Regions from separate parts of the Sus scrofa genome. Here region 1 is linked to region 2. The links are chromatin contacts, called in public HiChIP or PLAC-seq maps. All regions are on one chromosome and are shown on one strand. The core of a region is the stretch at or near the end of the contact, and the rest is flanking DNA. Distances in the headings are between cores, read along the strand shown. Region 1 holds the start of TMEM185B (transmembrane protein 185B). Region 2 overlaps RALB (ras-related protein Ral-B).

Evidence for each region. HiChIP or PLAC-seq counts read pairs in DNA pulled down with a chosen protein or histone mark.
Region 1: a contact with region 2 is called in an H3K27ac HiChIP or PLAC-seq map of skeletal muscle, with 3 times the contacts expected there. The contact joins the promoter of TMEM185B here to the enhancer-like site in region 2. A contact is called at or near these places in 5 of 47 Hi-C or Micro-C datasets (embryonic fibroblasts, heart right ventricle, liver and 2 more) and 1 of 2 datasets of contacts at active chromatin or transcription factors (skeletal muscle).

Annotation. Positions count from the first base shown.
Region 1 is chr15:31,138,975-31,142,316 of Sscrofa11.1, reverse strand. TMEM185B (transmembrane protein 185B) reads right to left here and starts at 2,034. Exons shown (of 1, transcript XM_003359446.4): 1 at 1-2,034. The coding sequence starts at 1,191. The coding sequence ends at 136.
Region 2 is chr15:31,066,136-31,069,635 of Sscrofa11.1, reverse strand. RALB (ras-related protein Ral-B) reads left to right here. Exons shown (of 5, transcript XM_021074756.1): 4 at 174-351. Among named protein-coding and RNA genes, the nearest start is that of RALB, 51 kb to the left of the region's middle. Within about 2 kb of position 1,820, at least 20 of the 83 cell types and tissues checked have an H3K27ac peak or open chromatin away from gene starts, as enhancers often do. A contact at or near this core is called in liver, retroperitoneal adipose tissue and skeletal muscle, where this site is marked.

The sequences.
Region 1 (3,342 bases), core at 785-3,284, 72 kb before region 2:
AGGCATGAAATGATGTTTGGAGCCTGTTATCAGTTCCAAGTTTGAGATGGATGAGCAAAGAGGCCAAAGTAAGGTGGACTTCGGGTGTATATGGTTTCTTTTCCACTCGTGGGCACTCCCCCACCGACAACGAGTTTAATCCGGCATATCAATATTTAACTTGGGAGGTGGGGGAACATATTTTCCAGGGCTCTGGGTTATCACGACCCTGGCCTTCTTTCCGAACATTGGAGCGATTTTAGGAGCTTCTGGAACAGATGACGTTTCTTCAGCGTCTTCACTATCTTCATGATGTAGATCGTATGAAATGTTCCCGTATTCTCTTAAACAAGGGCAAATTTCAAGCAAAAACTGACAGAAATCTCTGCGAATACCAAACCACCAGTGGTTGCCCCCCTTTCGCCGAAATGTTGTGGTCATTAAAGTGATTAATGACAGCCAAAGAGGGACGAATATGGAGACGTAGGAGAACACGTTGTGGCCGTCCAGCCTGTGAACCAGCAGAACCTCAAAAGTGAGCAGGGGCACGACGATCGTTATCCAGCTGATGGCCATGGTCACATGTGTTCTTCGCTGCTCGGCAACCACATCCAGAGAACGCAGGAACAGGAGGGACCAGACAATGTAATAGAGGACCACCAAGCAGAGAAAGGACATGAGGATCCAGAGCGGCACAAACACCACCAGCCACGGCCAGTGGATGATCCTGTCCAGCCTCAGGGCGATGAAGATGAACTGCAGGATGTTGACAGAGCACAGGATCTCCAGCTCCAGGGACCTGTCGTGCCGGAAGCCCCATACGCAAGCGGCCACGGAGACGGGAGACACAAAGAAGAGCGGCATGAAGACCAGTAGCCAGAAGTGGGTGCCCCTCTCCACCCTGTCGCAGACTAGCACTTCGAACATGAGCAGCAGCAGGTGGATGCCCACGGCGATCAGCATGGCCTTGAACTCCACACAGGCCTCACCCTCGGTGCGGTAACGGGGATTCCTCGCCCAAACGCCCGCGCCCACCGAGGCGCCAGCAAGGACCAGGAGCTTCCACAGCCATATGGGGGCGAACACAGCCCAATAGCTCCACTGGATGACGCCGTCCAGGCGGAGGGGCAGCAGCACGGAGAAGAGCAGCAGACAGGCGTAGATGAGGAACTTACTCGGGTTGAAATCCTGGAACAGGCCCCTGGGGTTCATAGCGAGGCTGCTGCCCCCAACCCGGGGCCACCGCGTCTGCGCTGCTTCCGGGGCCCGCCGCCTCCCCCGGCCCGGCCCGCGTCAGACCCAGGTGGGAAACAGCCCTGAGCCCTGCAGGAGGAGCTTCCGGCCTGCGGCGCCGAGAGGCCGGAACACGTGCGCGCCTGGTCACGTGGCCCGACCGGAAACGCGATGGGCGTGGCGTGCGCGCCGGCGGTCTCCTGGCGACCCGCCGGGCCCGGAGGACGAAGTGTCTCGGAGCCCGGCGCTGCCTGGGCCCCGCGGCCGCCCGCCTTCACTGCGTACCCATTTGGAAAGCAGCTACTGCGTGTGGCGCCGGGAAGGGCGGGACGGGCGACTCCGGCCGGCCCGTTGGCAACGAGCTGGCGGCCACCGCGGGCGGACGCTTCCTGACGGCGCTGCGAGCCGGGAGGCGGGAGTGAGCTCACATCCTCTCGGCCAGCCCAGGCGGGAGGCGGGGCCCAGGCAGGAGCCGGGGCTGGGCGCGGATATGGGCGGGCCAGGGCCCAGGCAGGAGGTGGGGAAAGGGCGGGGCCGAGAGTGGGTGGAGCGCGGCCGGCCGCGGGTGCCCCACCCTCTTCGGCAACCGACTGGGGCTCCAGCGCAGCCGACACTGAGCGGGGGAACCGCGTGGGCACGAGCGAGGCGGGTGGACGGGCGAATGTGGAGTTTGTGAGCGAGCGAACAGGTGCTATAACTAGGAATGCACAGAGTGGGTGTGCATATGTGAAGACGTGTGTGTGCACGAGACATGAGGCAGTGGGCTTGACCTCGTGCGGCGGAAGGGGCTGGTGCGTGCAGTCAGTGTACTGGGTAGGGTGGAGCCCAGTGCCTGGAACAGATGGCTTCTGGGGCTGAACTCGACATGGTGGGGCACTGGCAGTTCTCAGGCTGCTTGTGAAATGGCGGAGGCAGGGTGCCTGGCTACCAGTGCAATCTCACACCTGCCCAGAGAGGATGAGAAGGTGCTGAGAGGGTGTTAGACCCTGCAGGGCCCCTCCCAAAAGTTCCAGGAGCGGGTGAGGAAACTGGACCCAGCAAGCAGGTGCTTCCTGCTCCAGGTCACAGTAGGGTTAGGAGCAGAATGGAGATTCAGATTCTGGGCTCCCCACTTGAAGTTCCTAACCCTTATCTGCCCCCGCCTCAGTCTGATTGTGACAGAACAATAGTGGGACAAGGGCCAAGAGGTCAAGAAATCTGGCGTGGGAGTTCCTGTCATGGCTCAAAGGAAACAAATGCGACTAGGAACCGTGAGATTTCGGGTTTGATCCCTGGCCTTGCTCAGTGGGTTAAGGATCTGGTGTTGCCGTGAGCCGTGGTGTAGGTCACAGACACGACTCGGAACTGGCATTGCTGTGGCTGTGGTGTAGGCAGGCAGCTACAGCTCCGATTAGACCCCCAGCCTGGGAACCTCCATATAGGGCTGTGGGTGCGGCCCTAAAAAGCAAAACAAAAACAAAAAAATAACTCTACCAGTCCAGCTACTGAAATGGGTTTTTTGAGGATTCAGTGAATCAATACATGGAAAACACTTTGCATTTAAAGAAAGTTCGCTGGTGGCTCAGCGGGTTAAAGATCCCATGTTGTTACTGCTGTGGCATAGGTTCAGGCCCCAGGAATTTTCATATGCTGGCGCAGTCAAAAAAAAAAGTCACCACACTTTGGAAAGTAAAGCCTGGGGGTGGGGGACCTGCTGGCAGCTCCCCAGGCAAGTGGTGGCAGAGCCAGTTCTTCTGGCCCCTGTTAGGACACTCAGAAATCCTCCCCAGGATCCTCCCTAAAGCCACATGACCTCGGGCCTTTGCTGCCAGCTTGGTGGCCAAGATGGGAGTTTTGGAGCCTGTTTCCCACGCATCTAGAGCACCTCCAGACACGCATCTGGTTCTCATCCAGGAGGGAGATTTTTTTTTTTTTTGTCTTTTTGCCTTTTCTTGGGCCGCTCCCATGGCGTATAGAGGTTCCCAGGCTAGAGGTCTAATCGGAGCTATAGCCACCAGCCTACGCCACAGCCACAGCAATGCCAGATCCAAGCCACATCTGTGGCCTACACCACAGCTCACAACAACGCCAGATCCTTAACCCATTGAGCAAGGCCAGGAATCGAACCTCAACCTCATGGTTCCTAGTCGG
Region 2 (3,500 bases), core at 571-3,070:
ATCCGCGTTTGGAATGAGCATCTCAGGTCACCCTGGGGCAGGCAGACAGAGATGCGGTTGAAGACGCTGAGGGAGGAGCCCTGAGTGGAGGCATTTCCCCAGTCAAGCTGGGTTAGAGGCAGGGGGTTCCTAGTTTAGCTTCTCAGTGGCTTCATTCCTGATGTGCTGTCCAGGGAGCAGATCCTCCGTGTGAAGGCAGAAGAAGATAAAATCCCGCTGCTGGTTGTGGGGAACAAGTCGGACCTGGAGGAGCGGAGGCAGGTGCCAGTGGAGGAGGCCAGGGCCAAGGCCGAGGAGTGGGGCGTGCAGTACGTGGAGACGTCGGCCAAGACGCGCGCCAACGTGGACAAGGTGGGCATGGCTCCCGGCGTCCCATCTGCGGTCCCCAGGGAACCGTTCTGGGAGGGGCAGAGGTAGGGCTGTCCTCCCAGATGTCCTGGTACTGTCCTGAGAAGCACCAGGACGGCCCGATGCAGATGTCGCACCCGGAGCTCCCTGGCTGTGTCCTGAGCCTTGGTCAGATGCGCCTTGTGGACGTGTACCCAGGGGAGACCACCGGCTTGTGGGGCCCGTGTTCCCCAGGGCGGAGCCAGCCCTGGGAAGGCCTCTCATGCAGGTGTCCGGAGAAGCACGCGTTTCTTGATTTTTGCTCTCCTTGAAGGATTAGTTAGTGCCTTCTTTTCACCTTCCTATCCCCTGGCAGAGCCAGGGGGTTCTGATAGTCTCTCAATAGTGTTTTCTCCCAGGAATCAGCCCTCCAGGTCTCTCTTCTCTGGGTCCCAGCTTACTTTTTCATTCAAATCTCTGAAGGTAGTTAAAGGATGGCCTTGACAGTGATGAGCATCCTCCAGTGACTGGAAGACTTTTTTTTTTTTTTGCCTAGGGCCGTACCTGCGGCATATGGAGGTTCCCAGGCTAGGGGTCCATTTGGAGTTACAGCGGCCGGCCTACACTACAGTCACAATGGTGCAAGATCCGAGCAGCATCTGCGACTTACACCACAGCTCACAGCAACACGGGATCCTTAACCCGCTGAGTGAGGCCAGGCATCGAACCCACAACCATGTGGTTCCTAGTCAGGTTCATCTCCGATATGCCACAACGGGAACTCCGAGAGACCCTTTTCTTTGGCGGTGGTGAGCAGCAGCTTAATGTGGGATTTCAGTTCCCAGACCAGAGATCGAACCTGGGCCATAGCAGTGAAAGCACTGAATCCTAACCACTAGGTCACCAGGGAGCTCCCCTTCTTTTCTGTTTTTGTCCTGGTTGTGGTTTTTTAAGGTAAGATTTGAGGCAGTTGCCACAGAGCTAAAGTAGACCCACTTAAAGCTGAGGCTCTCTCTTCTGCCCTCACCTTGTTCATCAGCTCTCACATCACGATCCAGGCTTCTGCAACACCTACACACATCACCTTGGCAGCCAAGCCATGGACACCTCACCCCGTGCTAGCATCGGTGTCTGAATTGCCCACATCCCTTCTTACACCCCTCTTTCTTATGGAGAAATAATTTTCCTTTGCTTCTCACCTGAAGAGGAAACGGTTTGTAACCAAGCTTTCCTTTAGCTTGAAATGATGCTGGTATTTTGGATGTTGGTGTCAGAAGGGGTTCACTTTGGAAGCCTCTCCAGCAACAGAAATCTGTTCAGTTGCGGAGTTTCCCCAGTGATTCAGTGGGTTAAGGATCCAGCATTGAGGCTCGGATTGTGCTGTGGCAAGGATTTGGTCCCCGGCCCTGGAATTTCCATGGGCTGTGGGCAGGGCCAAAGAAACCCCCCCAGAAATCTGTTTAGTTGTATCTTGTTCCCCTGTCAGCTTCTTTTCCTTTGTGTTTTCCTCTCAGCTCTTACATTGATTCTTATGCATTTCCAAATTAACTTCTGCCAAACTGTTTTCTAGCGGTAGAGTTCGAAAACACACAGGAAATCCAAATACCTAACTTCATTTTTTAAAAAATCAGCAAGACTTTCCCTGGCCTGGGAACCACGATGAGGGGGGGCAGGGGCTGTCACAGGGGCTTGTCCTCCCCACTTCCTGCCCCGGACCCACTGGACCTGCCAAACAGGAACCAGCCGGAAACCTCTGACTGGCAGCATTGTATTCACTTGTAAACACTTGACAGGCAAGGAGCTTGTCGATAAGATCTGCTTGGTCATCATTTTGAGTTGGACACATGCTTTTCCCTTCCTCTGCTTTTGCTGAAAGAAAAGCTGTCGGGGGGTGGGGGTGGGACTTCCTGAGAGGCTGAAGGAAAGGGGTGCTTAGGTCAGTCAGATCCACTTTTGGGGGGGGGGTCCTTTCCTGTGCCCCGAGCTGGTGGGAAGTGCTCCTGGGAATCCCCACCCAAAAAGCTCCATCCTGCTTCTCACTAAGAAAATAACAGGAGCTTGTAGTTTTGGGTAAACGTCCAAGGATTAAGGCCTCCCCTCAGCCACCCACTTTCTGTCTCTGTCTTCTCTGTGAGGAATCTTGAGGCTTTCTTGGCAGGAGGATATTTCGTCTGCAGGGGGCTACTCTGTACACGGGCCTGGCTGACGGCAGCGGAAGGCCAAGCCCGAACTATTGTGACAAGTGCTAATTGGCATCTAAGTAAAGCACTTGTGTTCAGAGGGTGCGTCTCATCACCTGGAGGGGTGATAAAGTTCCTTCCAGTGACATCACATGGAACTGAGGACTGAGGAAAGGGGAGGGTGTCAGGAGCTCTGCTCTCTCCCTGTCCCTGTGTCATCTGTTCGTTCTGCTTCCCGTCCTCCCCGTGGCCCTGTGATCCTAAGCCTGCCACTGTGGGGTTAGGCTGGGAGAGCAGTACTGTGCAGTGACTTTGTCCCTCTGAGGTCATGGAAGGACTGATTGGTCGGTCCCCAGGTGTGTCTCAAAGCTCCTGGTCAAGAGCACTCGGGCCTTCCTCTCCTGTCCTGGTGGTTGGAAGAGCCAGGAAGTTGGAAGACTGCTGTCACTCTTAATATATGTGAATTTCACAAGGTGGTGTTGGCCGGTCCTGTGACGCCTCATCCTTCTCACACTTAACACTCAAGACGGGCTCTATCTTTTTTTTTTTTTTTTTTGGTCTTTTGCCTTTTTTAAGGACATACCCATGGCGCATGAAGGTTCCCAGGCTAGGAGTCTAATCCGAGCTGTAGCTGCCAGCCTATGCCACAGCCACAGCAATGCCAGATCCGAGCCGCATCTGTGACCTACACCACAGCTCATGGCAACAACGCTGGATCCTTAGCCCACTGAGCAAGGCCAGGGATCGAACCTGCAACCTCATGGTTCCTAGTCCAATTCGTTTCCACTGCGCCACAACAGGAACTCCGGGTTTTATCATTTTGAAATAAGCTGCCAAGTGGCAGCGACAGTGTGATGCTTCTGTCCTTAGCTTGACCTGTTGTGTGAAGGGAACAGAGATTTCCCTTTGTAGAATGAGACTGTGTTTTTTAATGTCAGTTGCTCTTCTTTGCCCTCGACCTCTTGTTTTATATGGCTTATGGTTTTTTGGTTT